2 separate regions of the Mus musculus genome follow, and region 2 is linked to region 1. A link is a contact called in public HiChIP or PLAC-seq data. All regions are on one chromosome and are shown on one strand. The core of a region is the stretch at or near the end of the contact, and the rest is flanking DNA. Distances in the headings are between cores, read along the strand shown. Region 1 overlaps Tpcn1 (two pore channel 1). Region 2 overlaps Oas2 (2'-5' oligoadenylate synthetase 2).

What was found. HiChIP or PLAC-seq counts read pairs in DNA pulled down with a chosen protein or histone mark.
Region 2: a contact with region 1 is called in an H3K27ac HiChIP or PLAC-seq map of embryonic stem cells, with 6 read pairs. The contact joins two enhancer-like sites. A contact is called at or near these places in 1 of 115 datasets of contacts at active chromatin or transcription factors (embryonic stem cells) and 1 of 9 other capture datasets (pancreatic islet).

The regions. Positions count from the first base shown.
Region 1 is chr5:120,561,701-120,564,400 of GRCm38.p6, forward strand. The region is part of intron 2 of Tpcn1 (two pore channel 1); the gene reads right to left. Among named protein-coding and RNA genes, the nearest start is that of Tpcn1, 26 kb to the right of the region's middle. Within about 2 kb of position 1,426, at least 111 of the 459 cell types and tissues checked have an H3K27ac peak or open chromatin away from gene starts, as enhancers often do. A contact at or near this core is called in embryonic stem cells, where this site is marked.
Region 2 is chr5:120,731,660-120,734,359 of GRCm38.p6, forward strand. Oas2 (2'-5' oligoadenylate synthetase 2) reads right to left here. Exons shown (of 11, transcript NM_145227.3): 10 at 1,755-1,908; 11 at 1-299. The coding sequence ends at 234. Among named protein-coding and RNA genes, the nearest start is that of Oas2, 17 kb to the right of the region's middle. Within about 2 kb of position 1,257, at least 14 of the 459 cell types and tissues checked have an H3K27ac peak or open chromatin away from gene starts, as enhancers often do. A contact at or near this core is called in embryonic stem cells, where this site is marked.

The DNA.
Region 1 (2,700 bases), core at 176-2,675:
AGAAGGAGAAGGAGAAGGAGAAGGAGAAGGAGAAGGAGAAGGAGAAGGAGAAGGAGAAGAAGAAGAAGAAGAAGAAGAAGAAGAAGAAGAAGAAGAAGAAGAAGAAGAAGAAGAAGAAGAAGTTGTTAAATGAGTGGGAGTCCCAGGTTTGTGAGGCAGGAGCACTGCAAATTACAGAGTTCAAATCCAGAGTGAAATCTCTGCCTCAGAATAAAATGTAGGATCTACAGGAGAGAGGGCCCAGAGGGTTAGGGTAAGGCTCTTGCTGCCTAGCTTAAGGACATGAATTTGACACCCCCACCCCCACCCCAGGAGAGAACTGATCCCCACCTTGGCCTCTAACTTCCACATGTGCACGATGTACAAACAGACACAGTAAATAAACACGTATTAGGAGTTTAAAAAATAAGCCTAGTCTGATGGCACATGCTTTTTAGTCATAGCACTTCAGAGGTAAAGGGGAGGTGAATCGCTTTAAGGTCAAGGCTAGCCTGGTCTATATAGCAAGGTCATTGGCCAGGGCTGTGACAAGACTCTGTCTCAGATGGATGGATGGATGGATGGATGGATGGATGGATGGACGGACGGGCAGACAGACAGACAGGTACATACATACATACATACATACATACATACATACATACATCAAAAGTAAAAGTGGTCCAGACATAGCAAGATCCTGTCTCAAACAAACAAGTTAAAAGCAAGTAGGCCAGGAGCACAGCTCAGCAGGAGAGCACAACCTTATTTTGCTCGAGGCCAGGAGTCAATCCCCAGCACCATAAAAAACTAAACTAGGGCTGGCGAGATGGCTCAGAGGTTAAGAGCACTGACTGCTCTTCCGAAAGTCATGAGTTCAAATCCCAGCAACCACATGTTGGCTCACAACCACCTGTAATGAGATCTGATGCCCTCTTCTGGTGTCTGAAGACAGCAACAGTGTACTCATTTATAATAATAAATAAATCTTTAAAAAAACAAAAACAAAAACTAAACTAAACTAAAAGGATAAATAAAAATGAAGCCAGGTGGTGGTGGTGGCACACACCTTCAATCCCAGCAGGCAGATCTTTGAAGGCAAGGCCAGCCTGGTCTACAGAGTGAGACCCTGTATTGAAAAACCAAAAATACATAAATAAATCTAAATAAAAGACTGAAAGAGTCATGGCTTCCTCGGTTTCCTGTCTGGCTGCAGAGAATCACTCAGCCAACACCCTGCCTGGTGTCCCTGCAAGCCTTACAGTGTTCTGTAAGAGGTTCTGTCCGGTCTGCACACCTGCCTGCCTCTCAGTCTATGCAATCTGAAATGCATCCCTGCTGTTTGGCTAGTCAGTCAGTTCTGGATTACTGAGTATACTCCACCCTGTAACTGTGTCCTTAAGTATCCAGTGTCCGCCCCGACAGCCGCCGAGGGCTAGGCGGTGGAGCAAGCTCGCTCCAGAGGTCAGGTGACCAGTCACAAGTGTAACCTCCGAAGCACAAACCAGGCCAGGCGCGGTGGCTGGCCCGATGCAAGCCCAGTACTTTGGGGACCGGGGCGGGGAGATCCTAACAAGTTTGGGTTACAGTGAGACACTGCCTCCAAAAGGAGAAAGAAAAACCCGCCAAACAAATTCCCAGGAAAAATCATTCTCCACTCTCACTGGCAGATGCAGGTGGCCCGAGAAACAACTCCACACTCCGGCCCTGCAGACTCTGCCCAGACAGAGGCCCTCTAACAACACAACCTAGCAGCTCGGCTCTAAGAGAACAGTAACAGTGTTAGCACACATGAGCCACTCTCCCTTTGCCTCGTGAACCACAGTCCACCAGCCAGTCTAGCGTGCACTAAAATGGCCACACACCTACAGGGCCTGGCCTGAGCACCAGATACCGAGTAGCTTCTTCCTCACTAGGGAGAGCATCGCCTTCTGCACTTCCGCAGCTGGCACTGAGTCCAGATGTGAGAAACTCTGTCTGGACTCAGAGGACCAATGATGAGGCTCTTGGGATGTTCCTGGGGAACACGGGCTGGCGGAGGAGCATGGGGGGTGGGGGGCTGCGAGGAGGCAGAATGGGAGTGTACTATCCTCGGCCTGTAACTGCACAGGCAACAGCTGAATCAACACAGGCCGAGGAGGCCTCAGGAAGTTGATGGGCCCGCCCCTAGGATCAAAAAAAAAAAAAAAGGCTCCACACAGATTCCAGCTTCAAACCCTCCCTGTCTGGCCACTGCCAACAAGCACCAAATACTGTATAAAAAAGTTACATGTGTCAGTTTAATTGTCTTCGTGTGTGTGTGTGTGTGTGTGTGTGTGTGTGTGTGTGTGTGTGTGTGTGCATTCACGGTTTTTCCAGACAAGGTCTTTCTGTGTGGCCTTGGTTGTCCTTGAACTCGCTCTATATAGCTCAGGCTGTTAACTGTCTTTAATCTTCTCACAGGCTCCTCCTCTCTGCCACAGCTGGAGCCATCTCTCCTGTGGACCAACCCAGGCACTTTCGTGATCTTGTCCTCTCAACATCCTGCCCCAAGACCTTTTCTATACCAGAGAAATCTGGTGTGTGTGTGTTTGTGGTTTATGTGTACATGTGTTTGTGTGTTTATGTGTATGTGTGTTTGTGTGTAAATGTGTGTATATGTATGTGTTGTTTATGAATGTGTGTTTGTGTGTATATGTATGTGTGTGTTTGGTGTGTTTGTGTATCTGTGTCCATGCGTGT
Region 2 (2,700 bases), core at 7-2,506, 170 kb after region 1:
GAACCCATCGAGCTGCATGGGGCAAGTGTCTCTGAAGGAGGTCACTCACACAGAGCAGGGCCTGTGCTGTGAGACCCTGGGGGAGGAGGAAGGATAATCCCATGTCTTGATTCCAAGAAGGAAGAATAGAGGTGCGAGCCTGCCAGAGAGGACTGAACCAGGCTCCCTTTTCTAACACAGTCTGAGTCTTTGCCAGATCACTCCAGAAGCGTCTTCCAGAGCTGAATGGACTCCTACTTAGTAACTCCACCCACAGTGGGGTAGATCTGACCTCCACAGCTTCCGGGGGTCTGCATTACCTGGAGAGAGAGGGAGAGGAAGCTTAAAGAAGGGCATATTGGCGCATCCCTTTAATTCCAGGAGAGGCAAGTGGATCTCTGTGAGTTAAGGCCAGTCTGGACTCCATAGGGAGTTTCAGGACAGCCAGAGCTACGCAGTAAGATCCTGTCTCCAGAAAAGAATCTGGAAAACATATTTGGGAAACTGTGATCAAAGACAAACACAACCAGTAGACTGCTTCAGGTTTGGCTAATGTGGCCTGTCACCCTGCAGATGAAGACAGGGGCACGCCCCTGAGGTATGGGGTCTCACCAGGGACAAACTTTCTCTCACCAGAAGATACAACACTATATCTTGGGTTTTTGTTGTTGTTTGTTTTGTTTTGTTTTTGTTTTGTTTTGTTTGGGGGGGGAACATCTAGAAGAGACTGGGACAGTGTTCAGCAACCTACACTGCACGACACAGCCCCCTCAACTTGTCCCCAGTTGTCAATGGTGCCAAGGAAGGACAGAAAGGAGAACAGAGTGTGCCTGCCTGTGGGAGGGTGGCCTGGAGGGCTGTGCCCAGTGTGTATCGGGTGGAGGAGGAGGAAGCTCCCAACAGGAGAAGAAACAACTTTGATTTGATGGCCACTTTCAAAATTACGAGTATGGCCATGTAACAATTCTAGATTTTTAACGTGTGAGAATGTGACAATGAAACTTCTAAGCCAATCCCATGTCCTCCCTGCTCCCCCTTTTACATATACATATCCATATCTGTTTCCATGTATGTATGTGCATATGTTTACATGTTCGTGGCCCCAGGTGCTGTCAGGAGTCATCTGTCATCCTCAGTCACTATTTCACCTTAGTTACTGAGCCAGGGTCTGTTAATCAAATCCAGAACTAGCTGAGCTAATCAGCTTGCTCTGGGGATTCCATGGACTCAGCCTTCCAAGGCTGGAATCCTAGGCAGGCTGCCACACCCAGCCAGCCTCAGAATCCCAGACTCTCCATTCTTTCCCCCATCTTCCGGTTGGGTGAAGCTGCAAGGTGCAGGCACCCCATTGGGTTCAGGGCCACTTGTGCTAAAAATAGATCAGAGAGCTAGACAGTGGTACCCTTACTTCCAGGGGATAATTGATAGTGTCTGCTGTCATTTTGATTGGGGCATGGGTGCTGCTGCCAGGTAGGGATAGGGTAGATCAAGGCACCACCTAGACAAATGACAAAAAGCCTTGGTCCTGCCACAAGATCCCTCCTGTAGTGAACACTCCCACCATGTCACTTGTCTTTAGATCTCTAGGTACCTGGGAAGGGAGAGAGAGAGAGAGAGAGAGAGAGAGAGAGAGAGAGAGAATGTAGTAACTGACTGAACTCTTAGAGTCCAGTTTTTAAATCTTTGGGGGCTCAGCAATCCCAACCTACTACACTAAGAAAGCCTTTGATTAGAATCTGTGACGGGCCCACCCCTGTTCTTTAGAGGGCTCTTACTGGCACTTTCCAAGGCTGTACCAGGCCTTTTTGCTCCACTTGGAAACAAGGGGAGGACAGCCACTCCTTCGCTTCTTCAGCTAGAAGATGCCAGCACCAGCGGTCACCTCCTCCCACATCGCCTGTGGGATCTGCTGGATCCAGGATTACAGGCCTAAAGGAGAGGTTAGATAGTGTGAAAGGGTTGCTGTCAAGATTCCTGGCTTCAGCTTTCAGGGTTGGCCCTGTTTTTGCTAATGATACAATGTGTCTGGCAGCCCAGGTTAAACAATTGGAAATTACTTAAGAGTCAAAGTTACTTCCTAGAATTGTTACATTTGAAGAACAACTCTCCCCCGCCCCACCCACCAAATAGAAGTTATTTAAGGTAGACAGTAAGGCATACCTTGACCACCTCTTTTCAAGAGACTCTAGCCCAACTAGAAGTTGTCACACAATGCAATGTTGCTAAGTAGTTGTTGAATTGCAAAATTGCTGGGGTTGGGGAGTGGGGATTGGAGGTGGGGAGATAGGCTGGTGAACTTATGCGCATGTGCAGGCAAGCCCAGTGATCCTGGTCTTAATGCTCTTGTTTCTTCCCTTCGCTGTTTTATTTTCTCCCCCTTTTCCCTTTCTTCCTCTACCTTTGTTTCTTGCTCATGGTATGGAGTATATTCTCTGAGGACCCCTCCCTTTATTTAAATAATTTGGGGAGGGGGGACAGTTTACTATGTGGACAAGCCTATCATCTAATTTAACGTCCTCCTGACCGGGTGTGGTGGCGCATGCCTTTAATCCCAACACTCAGGAGGCAGAGGCAGGCAGATCTCTGTAAATTGGAGAGTTCCAGGACAGCTGGCTATGGAAAGAGACCTTGTCTTAAACAAACAAAAGGAAGAATGAATAAATAACAAAACAACAACATATCTTCCACCTTTTGGCCTCCGAAATGCTGGGACTGTGGCAG